Regions from separate parts of the Manis pentadactyla genome. Here region 1 is linked to region 2. Evidence: chromatin contacts called from public Hi-C data. All regions are on one chromosome and are shown on one strand. The core of a region is the stretch at or near the end of the contact, and the rest is flanking DNA. Distances in the headings are between cores, read along the strand shown. Region 1 holds the start of FLNB (filamin B). Region 2 holds the start of LOC130679583.

Region 1 (4,103 bases), core at 256-2,755, 130 kb before region 2:
CTTCACTTAATCACTAAGGACAGGAATGGGCCTTTGAATAGTTATTGAGTCCCTACTTTGGGCCAGGACCAGGTAATGCACTTTCTCCCTAGTGAGTGAGGCAATCTGTGTAAACAAAGAACTTCAGCATTATATGCAAATGACCACTACAGAATGCTATAACCACAAATCTAGTGGCTTCTCCTGGCCAACCCTCAGGCTGGAAGCCTTTGACCTCCATCCTGCTAAACCCCTCTCCACTCAGGAAGTGTGCCTGCCCTGAGCCCCTGCCCCAAGCCTGGGGGAGGTGTTCCCTTTTGAGCCCTGTGCTTCTCTTACAGACCTGGACTCCAGTCCTGTTTGTGCTGTGTGCCCTGAGCAAGTCACTTAACTCTCAGAATACTCTTGTCCAATGGGGTCAATAGCAAGGACACTGCTTAGCATAGCTCTGGTACTGGGCCAGAGCAGGTACTCAGGAAATGCTAGCCACTACTCTTAAAATTATTCTTGACACCAGAGGTCTGCTCCGCGTCTCTGCTGTATCCCAGCATTAAGTACAGAGCAGGTGCACAATACATGCTGTTGTAGCCAGAATAATGGTCCCCGAAGATGTCAACACCCTAATTCCCAGAACCTGTGAATATTACTTTATAGGGCAAAGGGGAATCACAGTGGCAGGTGGGATTAAGGTTTCTTATCATCTGACTTGAAATATCCTGGAATAACCAATTGATGTGACTGTGGATAACCAGAGGGATGATGGTGTGAGAAAGACTTGGCCTGACTTTGCTGGCTTTGAAGATGGAGGAAGAGGCCACAGCCAAGGAATGTGGGAAGCTTCTAGAAGTTGGAAAAGGCCAGGAAACGGATTTTTCCCCAGAGCCTCCAGAAAGGAATACATCCTGCCAATACCTTGATTTTAGCTCAGGGAGACCCCTTAGGGATGTGTAAGCTAGAGAACTGCAAGATAACACATAAGAGGGTTTTTTTTTTAAAGGACATTTTGGTAATTTGTTACAACAGAATTAGTTAAGGAATAAGTTTGTCTTTTTCACTACTGGTTCACAGGTGCCAAAAGGACCTGGCACACAGTAGGCACTCAATAAATGCTATGAATGCTAATATTAAAATTCATATGAGATTAATTAAGATGAGGGGTATAATGCTGGTTTCCTTCATTGGTGTCCTCCAGGGCCTGGCACACAGAACCTGCAGGGTGACGGAGACCCCCCGCCGCTGGCCCTTCCCCATGACCCTCATCGCCGTCGCCGCCCATTCTGTGCAGCTCCCCTCGGTCCAGGACCAGGTGGCCTTCTCTTAAGTAACTAACTCGACGTCTCTCTCCTGGCTTCCTTTTCACTGGGCGGTGGGCGCAGAGCGCGGAACCCGAGAAGCCCTGGAGGCCGCGGGGCGCAGGCCCTCTTCGGGCGGCAGGGGGCGAGCGTGGCCCGGGAACTCCCGCCCGGGCCTAGGGACGGGGCGGGGCTTCGGGGGCGGGTCGGCCCAGTGCGCAGGCGCGGGGCCAGACGCCGCGCGCGGCCAGGGACAGGCGGTCGCAGAGCAGCTGCGGTCGCAGAGCAGCGCCGGTCGCGGCTTCGGTGGCAGTAAGTTCGATTCCCGCTCCCGCTCCGCTTCGGCTCTCGCTCCCCGGGCCCTTGGGCCTCCCGACGCCAGTCCCCGGCAGCTCGCTGCGCACTGCGCTCTTCCTGCTGTCAGGATGCCGGTAACCGAGAAGGACCTGGCGGAGGACGCGCCGTGGAAGAAGATTCAACAGAACACGTTCACGCGTTGGTGCAACGAGCACCTCAAGTGCGTGAACAAACGCATCGGGAACCTGCAGACCGACCTGAGCGATGGGCTGCGCCTCATCGCGCTGCTCGAGGTGCTCAGTCAGAAGCGCATGTACCGCAAGTACCACCAGCGGCCCACCTTCCGCCAGATGCAGCTCGAGAATGTGTCGGTGGCGCTCGAGTTCCTGGACCGTGAGAGCATCAAGCTCGTGTCCATCGGTGAGTGCTTTGGCCGGCCGGCGCCGGAGGTGCACCGTCCCGTTCCCGCGCTCGCGCCCCTGTGGAAGGCCGGGGGTCCCTACCGCGCACCCCCACCACGCCCAGCATCCGCGTGCTGGGTGTGGGTGCCGAGGCCGCGGGGGCGGCGTCCCGAGGGGCTGGGGTCCTAGACTCCCTCCCCGGTGCGGTCCGCTGGGCTGGGTCCTTGTGCGATAGCCTCCCGTCGTGCGCCCCCGGCAGTGCGTCTCTGAGGGGCTGTGGGTTGAGGGCTTGGGTTGGGGCCGCACGCGGACCGGTGGGGCTGTGCCGTTTTTCTGCCCCGGGGAGGGGGTCCCCCTGCGGGAGCTGGGGGACTGGAAACAGATCCGCCGTCCCCGGGTGGGGCCCGGTCGGTGCTCCCCGGAGCGCTCGCCCAGCTGCGCCCAGGCCAGGCGGGGCTACCTGGGGAGGGACCGTTCTCTGAGCTTGGGGCCTGCCGCCCAGGTGGAGACGGGGACCCGGGACCCTGCCCTGCATCTTCGAAAGGGTGTGGGCCCCGAGATGGGAAGGGTAGCCGCGGGGGTGTGTCGTCGCCCTCAGTTCTGGCCCCGCGCGCCGTTGATGTTATTACATCGGAGAGGCGGTAATAGTAACTCTCGTCTCGTGGGGAGCAGACTGGTTGGTGCGCGCTCGGGTCGATAGCCTTCGAAGTTAGCTGGGTCTTTACACATCCCGCGAACTGGGGTGTCGTTTTGACTCATTTTACAAAGGGGTCCGGAGGGTTAACTGATTTGCCCAAGGTCATGGAAGTAGCGAGGGTCCAGCTGAGAACTGAAGGAAGTGGGTGACAATTAGAGGAGACTTTGCCTTCCTCCCCCGCATGCCCCACACCGGGGTCTTCCTGAGAGGAGGGGGAGCTGGTGCTGCGTTTCTTTCCTCCCGATCTGGGGGAAAGAATGAAGGTCAAGTGCCCACCATGACCTGAGCTAGTTGGGGGCTTCCTGGAAGGTCACAAGTCAGCTGAGGGTGTGGGCTGTGACCCTGGGGGCAATGGGGTGTGCACTCTGCATGTGTGTAGCGAGCGTGTATACACAGCATGTGTGTATAGAGCATACACCTGTGCAAAGAGTGTGTGAGTGTACACAGCGTAGGAATGCAGGGAACGTATGCGTGTGTTCTGCCGGGCGAGTGTCTTGGCAGAGAGGAGCGGGCCCGGGCCTGGGTCTGGGGTCTCTTCCTAGAGAAACCAGGCAGGCCTTAGAGCGGCCACCTCTGCTAAGGGAAGAAAGGGTGGTGGGTGGGGCGGCTCGGACTTTCTCCAGCCTTAAGGAGTTTCCCTCAGGGCTGAGTCTGCTCCTCGCACTCCCTCGCCTTCCCCCACACCTGTCCTGGCAGGTGGGGCTGCTTCCTGCTTCCCCAGCCCAAGCAGCCTGCCCATCAAGGGTGGCTTCTCTGCAGAGGGAAGCCGCCGCGTGGCATGCTGTTGTCGTCTTTTTGGGGCCTGTGTCCTGCGATTGGTAAAGGAGAACCTCGAAATTCTCCTGGAATTCACTTCAGAGACCAATTTCCCCTCCAAGGACTCTCAAGGCCCAGCTGGGTTCAACTGAGATCCCTTCTTTGTTTTAAAAACTTGTATTTATTTAATTATCTGAACAAAGAAACTTAAAGCAAACCAGGAGTATCCACACATGACATGAAATATCTTTAAAAAACAGAACAAAACAAGAACCAAACCACCACACCAGAAAGCCCCGGACCGCCTATTTTACCCGCTGTTCACAGAGGCTGTATAGCTGCTTCCACCAGGGCTTCCCAGCACTGCCCCGAACTGGGGGTCTCATTCTAGACTTCGTATGGTCTCTTGTATTTTTCTACTCAACGCTCTGATTTTCATTTCCGAACCCACCCAGGCTACAGCATCTTCCATTGGCCTGACATGCAGGGTTAGCCCCCCTCCCCCGGTGGTGGGCCTGCAGTCTGCTGGCAGCTTCTTGCTGTGGACCTCTTCCCACCACAAGTTCCATTGTTTTATTTTCTCCCTTTAACTTATTTCTTGGATTTTTTTGCAGAAGTGGCATTCTTGGGACAAAGGGTGCTACCACATTGATGACGCCTGCCATTGGCTGCCTAGTTGCT
Region 2 (3,765 bases), core at 440-2,939:
CTTTTTTTACGAGGAGTTTGCCAGGACTCAGAAAGGTGAAGAGGTCAAGTCACACACATAGTGATTAATGGTCACAACCCAGAAGGCCTGAGTTTAGGAAGGGGGCCCTGCTGCCCTGCACTGCACCCCAAGGCCTGGCACAGGGTGGCTGCTCGGAATCCAGGTGGGCTGGTGGCTGACTTGGAAGGCAGTACTCTGAGGGTGCCTCTCTGCACCCTCCCACCAACCCCTCTTGGGGGAGCCTGCCCACCCCGCCTCCGGGCCTGGTCTGCCGTCACTGTGGTGATCACCTGGGTCTTCCTTTGGCCCAAGGAATTCGGCACTGAGGAGGCCCATGCAGCTGGTGGCCCCTGAAGCCCAAGAAGGGGGACACCCACCTATGCCCCCTCGTGCTCATGGCACGTGGACTTACCCTCTGGGGTGGGGACAGTCTGGGTCAGGGAGGAGAACAGTCTGTCAGTGACCACAGTGACTGCTACAAAGGAGATACACCAGGCTGTCCACTTAGCCAGCTGACACTCAATGCTCCCCAATTTCCCAAACTTCTTCATAGCCCTCATTTTCAGCCGAGAAGGCTGAGGCATGGAGGGCAGTCTGTCCATCCTTTCACACTGGGGCTTCCAGTCTGCAGCACTCACCCCGCAATCTTTGCCGGGCTGACTTGTATTCATAGTTCAGGTCTCCATCAATGGGCACCTCTTCCAGGTAGCCTTCCCAGACTATCCCCCTGACTCCCTGGTTATGAGTCTGCCTCCCCTTTTGGACTATGAAACTCTGAGGGCAGGAAACATGTGGCTCTGTCCATCCTCATCTACCTTTGATACCTGGCTCGGTGCCTGGCACAGGGTCAAGAGCAAATGGATGTCCCTTGAATGAAGAAGTGAGCACCCCCAGCAGAGATGCACAGGTGAGGGGCCCCAGGCACTGTGGGCAGCCTCCTCCTCACTGGTGCTCAGCCCTGGAGGGCCCTGGTCAGGGAGGCTGACGGTGGGGGGATCTGGACTTGATGGCGACTGCGGGCCCTCCTGTGCCCGGCCCTGCTGGGCCTCTCTCGTGATGCTTCACATTCTGCCGAGAGTTCTGTGTCTGCAACACACAGATGTGGGTTTGGGGTTCAAGCCCAGTGTGACCATTTCACGTTGCTAAGCCTGTTTCCTCATCAGAAGAAGTGTTAAGAGATCCCATTAATAAGTCGCTGTGAGGATTAAGTGCGATCGCCCAGGGCCTGGCAGAGTAGGCACCCACATACCAGCGCCATGCCCTGGGGCGGGCACATCATTTCTTCAAGGCTCCATTCCCCCACCTGAAAAGGAGGTTCTGAGAGCTGCCGGCGCTCAGGAGGGTGGCTGGCGGCACCGGGAGCTCAGCACCGCAGCTGGAGCCCTTGTTAAGCGGCATATGGCATGTACGGAGGGCTTCCTTTGTGCCAGGTATGTCCCCAGGTGTTACACAGCGGGCATTCTCTCAACATTACGAGTGGCTCCCACTATCAGCCCTTTGTACAGAGCAGGCCGTGCAGCCCCGAGTGGCAGAGCTGTGTCTGAGGAAATGGGGTCCAGAGCCTCTGTGACGAGCCCTCAGCCATGTGTCCAGAGCTTCCTGAGCCAGGGACTAGGCTTCTCTTTGGACCTCTTTGGTGCCTGGCATGCAGTGGGTGTGCATGGGGTTTGCTGAAGGGAATGGAGTCTATGGCACCCTGTGCACTGGCCCTGGACCGTGTGGGTGGGAGGGGAAAGGCCTGGGTCCTGGGCAGGATACAGCCCCCCTTCCAGGCACCCGGGGTGGGCTATGGCCCCCTTTGCCCCTTTTCCCAGCCGGGTCTGCCCTGCTGCCTCTGGGTGGTCCCGAGTCCCCTGAGCAGCGGAGCCTCTCCTCTCCAGCAGGGCCTTGGCCACCCGGCCCTCACCGGCTGCGGCATCCGTGGACACCAGCCGCCAGCAGTACCAGCAGCGCCAGCAGGCCGCAGAGCAGCGGGGGGATGTTTCCTCCTGCCAGGGGGACCTGCTCACCTCCTGGAGCAGAGCCTGCCGGCAGGGGCACATCCAGAAGGAGACCGCCGCCCGGTCACCTGGAAGATCAACCGTGGCCCTGAGTCCCCGCAGGCGGGGCCCCAGCCCAGGCAGCGGCCCCCCTTCAGGCAGCCGTGGGAGTGGGGCCAGGCCACCGACTCCCCCGCCCACAAGGGCATCCAGGCCGGGCAGACAGGTCTGCTGTCCAGGGGACTGGGTGCCCAGGGCCCCCCACGCAAGGGAGACAGTCTTGGAGGCCCAAAGAGCAGCTGGGGGCCTGCAGGCCAGACCAAAGCGGAGGCCTTCGGAATGAGACAGGTGCCCCCGTGCCCCCTGCAGCTGCCCTTCCGCGGCATCTCCCACGACAGCCTAGGCCGCGCCACCTACCTCTGTGAGCAGCACCGGCAGGAGCCGGAGAAGTTTCTGTACCCCGTCCTGTCTTCCTGGGAGTACAGCCGGCACGTGGGTAAGGGCCACCCCTCTCCTGCCATGGCAGGCCTTTGCAGGCAGGCCTGGCCTCCCTCCTGGGCCCTGTCCTCCGTCAGCCCTCACCCACCAGCGTGTCCCTCCGGCCCACCCCTCTCGGAGCAGGCCACATACCTTCACACTCCGGGCCTTGGCAGAGAGACCGGACTGCCTCCCTCTGCCTAACTTTGACATGTCACCGCCTCTGGGAAGTCTTCCTAGAGTCCTCCAGGTAGATTCGAGTCCACCTTTGTGCTTCGCAGCTTTTTAAGTCCACAAAAGCACTGTGCCCACTGTGTCACCATTCTGTGCATACCTGTGTGGTCTGGCCAGCCCTTTGCATTCTAGGACTTCTTAGTTAACCTTATGAATGTTCTCCCAGCTGCCAGCTTGGGATTGGCACTCAATGACAGCGGAATGAATGAGCAAATGAAGAAATGAAGGAACATGTGCTGGGGAATAAGGCCTTGATTTGACAGGAAGTGTGAGTTCGAATCCTGACTCCACCACTATTGAGTTGAGTGAGCCCAACATGTGAAATACAGGGATATGCTAGTACCTGCCTTTCTGTGTCACTGAGTTTGGGGGAAATCAGATGGGAAGGCACCTTGAACAGGTATTTTCCTCACAAAGCCCCCTGAGATGGCTGGGACAGACATTCGTTGGTTGGCCATGTGACATTTTTGTTCAGGCCAGCCCTTCGGGGAGGCCTGGAGTTGCTGAGTGTCAGCTCTGCCCCCAAAGAGAGAGTGATGTGCAAGCACAGGAGAGGGGCTCAGTGTGAAATTAGGAGGCCCGGGTTTGGATTCTGGTTCGTTCATTCATTCATTCATTCATTCATTCCACAAGCGTTCATTGAGCACCTGCTACGTGTCAGGCACTTCCTGTCCCTGGGGATACAGCAGAGAACAGGACAGACACAGGCCCTCACAGAGGACCAACAACAATAATGAGTTTTGCTACCGAGCTTTGCGATCTTTACTGTGCTCGGGAACCGCCTGGGGAATCCTGCTGAAATGTAGGTTCTGGTCTAGCAGGTAAGGCCAGAGATGGGGGGCAGATTCTGCATTCTCACCAGCTCCCACTGGCCCATGGACCACACTTGAGTGTCGGGGCTGCAAAGAGACCTATGTCGGGAGGAGATGGGGGCTGAGGGGCTGCTCTGGTAGGCCGGTGGTCGGGGAAGGCCTGCTGGGGAGGGCACGTTGGCTCGGAGCCCTGAGTCACGTGTGCTCCTCAGGGCCTGATGCCCCGTGTGCACATTCAGACCCCGCACGTGCCCTGTCTTCCT

What was found. Hi-C and Micro-C count contacts between places; a contact is called where the count stands out from the background.
Region 1: a Hi-C map of skin fibroblasts shows a contact between it and region 2, with 6 times the contacts expected there. The contact joins the promoter of FLNB here to the promoter of LOC130679583 in region 2. A contact is called at or near these places in 2 of 3 Hi-C or Micro-C datasets (fibroblasts and skin fibroblasts).

What each region holds. Positions count from the first base shown.
Region 1 is chr1:229,825,631-229,829,733 of mManPen7.hap1, reverse strand. It overlaps FLNB (filamin B), which reads left to right and starts at 1,505. Exons shown (of 46, transcript XM_057508301.1): 1 at 1,505-1,988. The coding sequence starts at 1,697.
Region 2 is chr1:229,693,736-229,697,500 of mManPen7.hap1, reverse strand. It overlaps LOC130679583, which reads left to right and starts at 1,689. Exons shown (of 3, transcript XM_057488795.1): 1 at 1,689-2,628. The coding sequence starts at 1,689.